Linked DNA regions of Sus scrofa: region 1 is linked to region 2. The links are chromatin contacts, called in public HiChIP or PLAC-seq maps. All regions are on one chromosome and are shown on one strand. The core of a region is the stretch at or near the end of the contact, and the rest is flanking DNA. Distances in the headings are between cores, read along the strand shown. Region 1 holds the start of SH3BP5L (SH3 domain-binding protein 5-like). Region 2 holds the start of PGBD2 (piggyBac transposable element-derived protein 2).

Evidence for each region. HiChIP or PLAC-seq counts read pairs in DNA pulled down with a chosen protein or histone mark.
Region 1: an H3K27ac HiChIP or PLAC-seq map of alveolar macrophages shows a contact between it and region 2. The contact joins the promoter of SH3BP5L here to the promoter of PGBD2 in region 2. A contact is called at or near these places in 2 of 5 promoter capture datasets (fetal liver and liver), 5 of 47 Hi-C or Micro-C datasets (embryonic fibroblasts, fibroblasts, liver and 1 more) and 1 of 2 datasets of contacts at active chromatin or transcription factors (alveolar macrophages).

Annotation. Positions count from the first base shown.
Region 1 is chr2:52,321,090-52,324,629 of Sscrofa11.1, forward strand. SH3BP5L (SH3 domain-binding protein 5-like) reads left to right here and starts at 1,920. Exons shown (of 7, transcript XM_003123598.6): 1 at 1,920-2,049; 2 at 2,515-3,127. The coding sequence starts at 2,945.
Region 2 is chr2:52,209,411-52,212,859 of Sscrofa11.1, forward strand. It overlaps PGBD2 (piggyBac transposable element-derived protein 2), which reads right to left and starts at 1,963. Exons shown (of 4, transcript XM_021083387.1): 1 at 1,557-1,963.

The DNA of each region.
Region 1 (3,540 bases), core at 670-3,169, 110 kb after region 2:
AAGTTACTTGGCTCTTCTTCTTATGAGGGGGGATCCAAAAGGAAGAAGGAAAATTAGGTCCATTTGCCTTCTTCACCTCAGGGCAAATCTTAAACTGGCTCAGAGTAAATTAAGTCTTTTGCAAAAATAAAACATCCATCCTGAATTCTTCCCTTAGGCCTCTCCTGGTGACACCTAGAAGTGACTTCAGGTCAGGTCCTTTCACTGATATACAAAGCCATGTAACAAATTCCTTGCAGGCTTTTATGAATGCACAAGAGCACTGAGTTCAGATTAACTAAATTTCTAATTAGTGCTCATAGAGTAAACAGTACCGTACTGCAACGAACTTCAGTGGGAGAGGGCCTGGCTTGGGGAGGGGTTGGTGAAGCACAACCACAATGAGGCTGTGGTGATGGCACCAGCAAGAGTCCTTGAGAAATGGAGTTTGGCACTTGCCATCTGCCTCTATGCAAAATGAACCAATGCAGCTGCTGACTCAAAACACCCCTTCAAAGTAGCTCCAAGTGGAGATCAGGAGTGAGGTAATCTGTGCTCTAAGAAAACTGGGAGAACAAGTCTTCAGATAGATATTTTCAGATTTTATGAGCTCATTTCTTACATCTCCTCATGTCTAGAAAAGCACTAAAATCCTTCATGGTGACGTTGTTCCTCCTGACTAGCAGCAAACTTCTGTATAATGTGTGCTTGGTTATATGTACCTCCCCCTTCACCAAATTCACATATATGCTAACCTTCTCCACTATCTCTCTCTTTTTTTTTTTTTTCCTATTCTAGGGCCACTTCCCACGGCATAAGGAGGTTCCCAGGCTAGGGGTCGAATCGGAGCTGTAGCCACCAGCCTACGCTAGAGCCACAGCAATGCGGGATCCGAGCTGCGTCTGCGACCTACACCACAGCTCACGGCAACGCCAGCTCCTTAACCCACTGAGCAAGGCCAGGGATCGAACCCGCAACCCCATGGTTCCTAGTCGGATTTACTAACCACTGCGCCAAGACAGGAACTCCCCCACTATCTCTTTGGAGCGGTTTTTCACAGGTATCTGAAATGCAGCCTCTCTGGCTATAGCCCGCATCTTGCCCCAAATAAAGACTTAACTGTAAACTCTCAGGTTGTGCTTTTTTTTTGGGGGGGGGGACACCTGCTGCATAAGTTCCCAGGCTAGGGGTCCGATCAGAGCTACAGCTGCCAGCCTACACCACAGCCACAGCAACCACGGATCCGAGCGGCGTCTGCGACCTACATCACAGCGCATGGCAAAGCAGGAGCCTTCTCACTGAGCGAGGTCAGGGTTCTTACCCGCATCCTCATGGATCCTAGTCTGGTTGGTTAACCACTGAGCCATGAAGGGAACTCCCAGGGCATATATTTTTTTTAAATGACAGCCTTAAGCAGAGAGATTTACCTATCAGAGCTGCCCTTTAGATGCTGTTACTAACGGTAGAGCTGACTTCACTTGACCAAGGAGAATCACGTCTGGAAACCACCCCCAGGTCCCAGCAGCGTATCCTTTAGATGCTACACACCAACTGCCAGGACACCGCAACCAGCCCTTAAGCTCACTTCCGACTTCCTGGGCAGAACCGGAAGCGGTTGTGGGGGCAGTCAGATTTCCCCTTGCCGTAAAGCAAGATGGCAGCCCCCTCCTTAGGATGATTTCCAATATTCGTTTTATTTCTAGCGCTTCCCTATTCAGCAGGCACTTTCAACTTCCATTACCAGATCTAGTAGTCCTTAGAACAATATTCTCATACTTCAGTTTCATTTATCCTTAGTGAAGCGTGGGCTGGAGGCCCTGGGAAGGTGAGCCTGAACCCCCGGAGGGGGGCACCATTTTGTACGGAAACCGAAGCCGGGCGAGAGTTGAATCTAGACGTGGCCTAGTTAGGGGGCCAGCGTGGGAGGGAGGGGCGAGAGGGCAGGAGGGCGTTGCTACCGGATTATGTATTTCCGCTTCCTTTCGGCCTCGTTGTGTTTGGTTCCACCGGCTTGTTGCGGGGAGGGCGGGGGAAGATTGTTTGCGGTGGTAGAGCTCTGCGCACCAGAAGGTAAACTGAGGTAAAGCCGGGAAATGGGGCGGGGGTAGGGCTTGCGCCCAGTTGTGTAGGAAGTCTGGGTCCTGGGTCCTGGGTCCTTGGGATTGAGAAAGAGTGGGGTTGGAGACGTTAGGCTCGGATTGTCCTCTGGGTTGGAGAGAGAAGAGGAGGTGGGGTGGGGCTGGGGGTTTACGAGGTAATTTGCAAAACCGGGTGGGGGGTGGAATGGGGCTGGCAGAAGAGAAGGAAGGGGAGATGGTGGGGAAGATGAGAGCACGGAGGGAAGTCGGGCAGGCGCTGGTGGGGGAGGGGCTGGAGCGAGAGATCCTGGGACGCGGGAAGAAGTTGAGGTGGTTGGTCTGAATGTGGGGATGTGGGAGGAAGAGAGTGGAGTTCTTGGGAAGCTAAGAGGTTAGAAGAGGCTAATGGCCGAAGTTCTGCTGCTGACCATGTACTTGGCCTTTGTTTCCCTTGCAGCTCCCTGAAGACTCTCATCCCGCAGCCTCTGCTCAGGCCCTGCCTTCTCTCTCCAGTTGCCACCACAGCCTGGAGGCGCCTGCCTCCGCCCTCCCGAATGGTGCTCCTCCTCGCAGGCCTCGGCCCAGGATCCAGGCCCCCTCTGCCCCCTTCCTCGGAGCTATTGCTCTGGGTCTCTCCTGGTGGACTCCCTCTAACGGGAAGGGAAGGACTTTTGCACACACAAGGCTGTAACTTTAGGAACCCTGCCGACAACTTGAATCTCAGCCTCTAACCCAGTGTGAGGTTCTTCCTGTGCCCGCTTTTTTTCCACCCTTTGAGAAGAGAAACACTTCTTGCAAACTAGAGCCCAGGAAGCCCCAAGCTGGGGCCCTGGTCCCAGCATGCCAGTCCTCTCTTATGCCTAGGGCTGTGCCCTCTCCCTCACAGCATGGCTGAACTCAGGCAGATTCCTGGGGGGCGGGAAACACCACAGGGGGAGCTTAGGCCTGAAGTGGTAGAGGATGAAGTCCCTAGGAGTCCAGTTGCTGAGGAGCCCGGAGGAGGTGGAAGTAATAGCAGTGAAGCCAAATTGTCCCCAAGAGAAGAAGAAGAACTGGATCCTAGAATACAGGTGAGAAGATTGAGCTAGAGGAGTGATAGGGAGTTAGATTCCAGCTTTTCTTAATAGCTGTCAGATAAATGAGGGGTTAGATTTACTCTTTTCCCAGTGCACTGGGGCAGGAAAGGAATACAAGTTTGTCAACAATTACTGCAATATAGTGTGATAAGCGGTAAAAGAATTGTGTGTAGTGGGAGTACAGAGAGAGGTCTAGCCTGAGTGCCTTGGGTGTGTTGCTGAAAGCTTCACTAATGAAGTGACACATTGGCAGCAGATGCAGGAAACACACTTTAGATCAATAGAGAGTAGAACTATTGTTTCTTTTCCAAATAAGCAAAGGGGCTGTTGATTCAGAGATGCAGCATGAGTGGGATGTGAGAGAAGATGACTTTGATATCAGGAGGCTTTCTGCTCTCTCACTTTCT
Region 2 (3,449 bases), core at 713-3,212:
GGGGAAAAGTGGGCTAGCCCAAAGGGGATTCAAAAAAAAAAAAAAAAACCAACAAGCCTAGATTGATTGTGGGGTAGGGAAAGGGCTAATCAAGGAGGCCTCCCAGGGTTAAAATTGAGTGGCTAGGGTAGGGCCATTCACAGAGGCCAGGGGCACTAGAAGGGGACAAGATGTGGGTGATCTGGAGCTATATTTTGCACACATTGGGATGGAAATGCTTTTGAGATAACCCAGAAAAGTACCAACAGGTCATAGACTTTGGGTCTGAGAAAGAGAAATGACCTAGGCTGAAGTCAAACAAGTTGAGTTTTCAGAAGATTTGTGGAATTCTCAAAGCCATAATAATCCTTGAAGCCACAAGAGATCAGCCACAGAGGAAGCCCACATTGAAAGATAAGCTGGTCAAGGAGGGCATCTTCAGAGATGTAAGGGCAGGAGAACCAGGAGAGGCTGAGCAGCGAAGCACCAAAAAGGTCAAGGCAGAGAGGGTAATCACCTGTGCCAAAGCTGCCCAGAGGCCCAGCGGTGGCATTCCGGAAAGAAAAGCCTCTTCGCTTTGAAATGTGGTGCTCCCAGGGCCACTCTGAAGGATCCTGGAGGTATGGGAGCCTCCACTGTTTATAATATAAATTTTTCCAACGAAATACAACTAAATGTAACTGAATCCTGACTTGGATCCTATACCATAAAAAGGAAATGGTTGAGATCAAAAAAAAAGCTCTGAATAAGGCCTGTAGACATTAAGTGTGCGGGTTTTGCTAATTGTTCTTCTAAATAAGACGTTACCATTTGGTGGAACCTAAGTGCCTAGAATGTTCAAATTCTTTGTACTAGTTTGTAAACTGTTTTTAAGTTACTTTACAAAAAGATGTTTTTAATAAGACATTTTATAAACGTAAATGCCTCAAATCTAAGCCTGGCGCAAAACAGCTCAGGAAGGGCCTTTGTGAGATAGGCGGCCCTCCTCCTCCTTCTACCCATCTCAACACTAAACGAAAACGGGGGGGGGGGGGGGGGAGGGCGGGGAAACAAAGACCCTCTGCAACCTCGGCGATCCCAAAAGCAGGCCCAAGCCATAGAAAAGTCAGAAACGCCCCCACTCAGCGCGCCCCCCAAAGGAACAGCCTCTCTTCCGAGGGGGCGGGGCGTGGGAGCCGCACCGCCCGACCCCGCCCACAGATGTTCTCTCACTCCGCCCTAGCCCTAGCTCCGCCCGCAATCCATCAGGCCTCAGGCCGGCCCGCCCCCGATTCCGCCCAAGGGTCCAGGTCGCTCCTCCCTTAGTACAACCACTTAGGGCGCCCCGCCCACCAGCAGCCTGACCCTGCCCAAAGGCTCCCATCCCGACCTCGGCCCCGCCTCCCCGTCCCACGGCGGGAGCGCCCCCGTGAGGCCCTCCGAGCTCGGCGCCCGAAGGTCCATTGTCCCGGTCCTGGTCCCACCTACCCTGGGGGCCAACGCCTCGTGCACCGTTGAGAAAACGCAACGCCAGAGTCCGCCACGCCCACATCCAAGCAGGGCCGGTCAGCGGGGCGAGCCGAGCGACTCCTACTTACCCTGAACAGGCCAAAGAACCGCAAGTTGGCGCCAGATGCCACGGACAGCGAAGAGCCCGGAATGCCTCGGCCCCGCCGGCGTCGGGCGTCGCGGCAGCGCAACGTCCGGCACGAGAGCTCTCAGCTTGCCTCGACCCTGCTCCCGCTACCCGCCCAGGACACGCCCCTGCCCAGGACACGCCCCCGATCCGAGCGACCACTGAGACTTTGGCGCCTTGGTGGCGCCTAGAGGGAACTGGGAAGTACCTCAGAGGCAAGGGCTTAATTGCAGAAATGTCCCTTGCCTTCCTGGAGCCTGCATACTTTCATTGCTGCTATTCATGAAGCTATTTTTCTCTCTAGGTCGTTGGTTCCCCTTTATGGTTCCTGACCAATAACAGCTTCACTTGGGAACTTCATAAAAATGCGCAACCTGGGGTCCCACCCCCAGACCTACCGGGAATCAGAGACTAGGGGGCCAGGCCCAACAATTCGTAGATTCCTGGCCCAACTCCTGGATATTTTGGTCTGGATAATTCTTTCTTGCGGGGGACCTGTCCTGTGTATTATCGTTAAGACCACCAAATAAAATATAGGGCACCCAGTTAAACTTGAATTTCAGATAAACAAAGGTATACTTTAAGATTAAAATTTATGTAGGAGTTATGTATTTCATCTTGCAATTCAATCCACAGGTATTTTTATTTGATAAATCTGGCATCCCTGAGTTTAGGATCTGGGGCACTCTTCATCTCTAACCCACTAGGTGCCAGTAGCATACTACCTCCCTGCTTCATCGGTTAAAATTAAGATGGTCTGCAGACAACATACCCTGGGGAAGTAAAATCCCCTTTCCACGTATATAAGACAGTGTGCTTTACAAAAAAGGGTGCCTTGTCCTCCAAATGTTTGTCTAAACACAAAAATCCTTGGGGCCAAACCATGCTAAACATTCCACAAGAAGGCAAAGTAGTGAAGGTTTTGTATTGCTTCTCCACTCTGGTACTTCTGCATAGGAGTTTTGGTCACTGTAAAGTGTGTTCCAAATCACCTGGGTCAGAAAAATACGTTAGCATCCCCATTTGTGAGATTCTGGAGCCAAAGGCACACTCCAGTTTGTCATTGTTTATTCCACAAATACATATTGATGCCCTGCAAACCAGGTACACCAGAGAACAGAAAGTTGTTCTCATGGCACTCACTTTCTAATAGTGGAGGCACTCAAGAAACAGTGTCAGAGAATTATACCCAGTCTCTTGAGATGGACAATAGCATGAGAAAAAGAACATGTGTGTATATATGACTAGGTCACTGTGCTATATGGCAGAAATTGACACAACACTGTAAATCAGCTATACTCTAATAAAAAAATAAATTTAAAAAAATGATAGATGCTGTGAAGAAAAATGAAGCAAGTTAAGGGAGTAGAAGATGAGCCCTGGGAGACTGGGATGCTATTTTAAATAATATAAGGGCAGTGTTTCTAACCTTGCTTTGTTCCCCAGAACCTATATCTCATTCATTCAACAAGTATCTATGAAATGTTATCTGTGACAGTCACTGCTTATATTCCAGTGAGAGAAACAAATAATAAACAAGTAAAACATATGGTATGTCAATGGTAGAAAGTGCTGTGGAGAGAAAAAGAAATCTGGTAAGAGTGATGGTGAGTCCGGTTTTAAATAGTTTGGTCAGGAAATATCTCCCTGAAAAAAAAAAATCGTATTTGAAGGAAAAGCCAAAAGATATGAAGAATAAACCATGCAGAATTCAGGGGGAAAATACTTGAGGCAGAGAGAATAACATGTAAGGCCTAAGGTAGGAGCAAGCCCAGCACTTTTGAGGAACAGCACAGCTGGATCTGAGTGAACACGGAGAGCACAAAAAATGAAGTTGAAGGAGCTCCTGTCATGG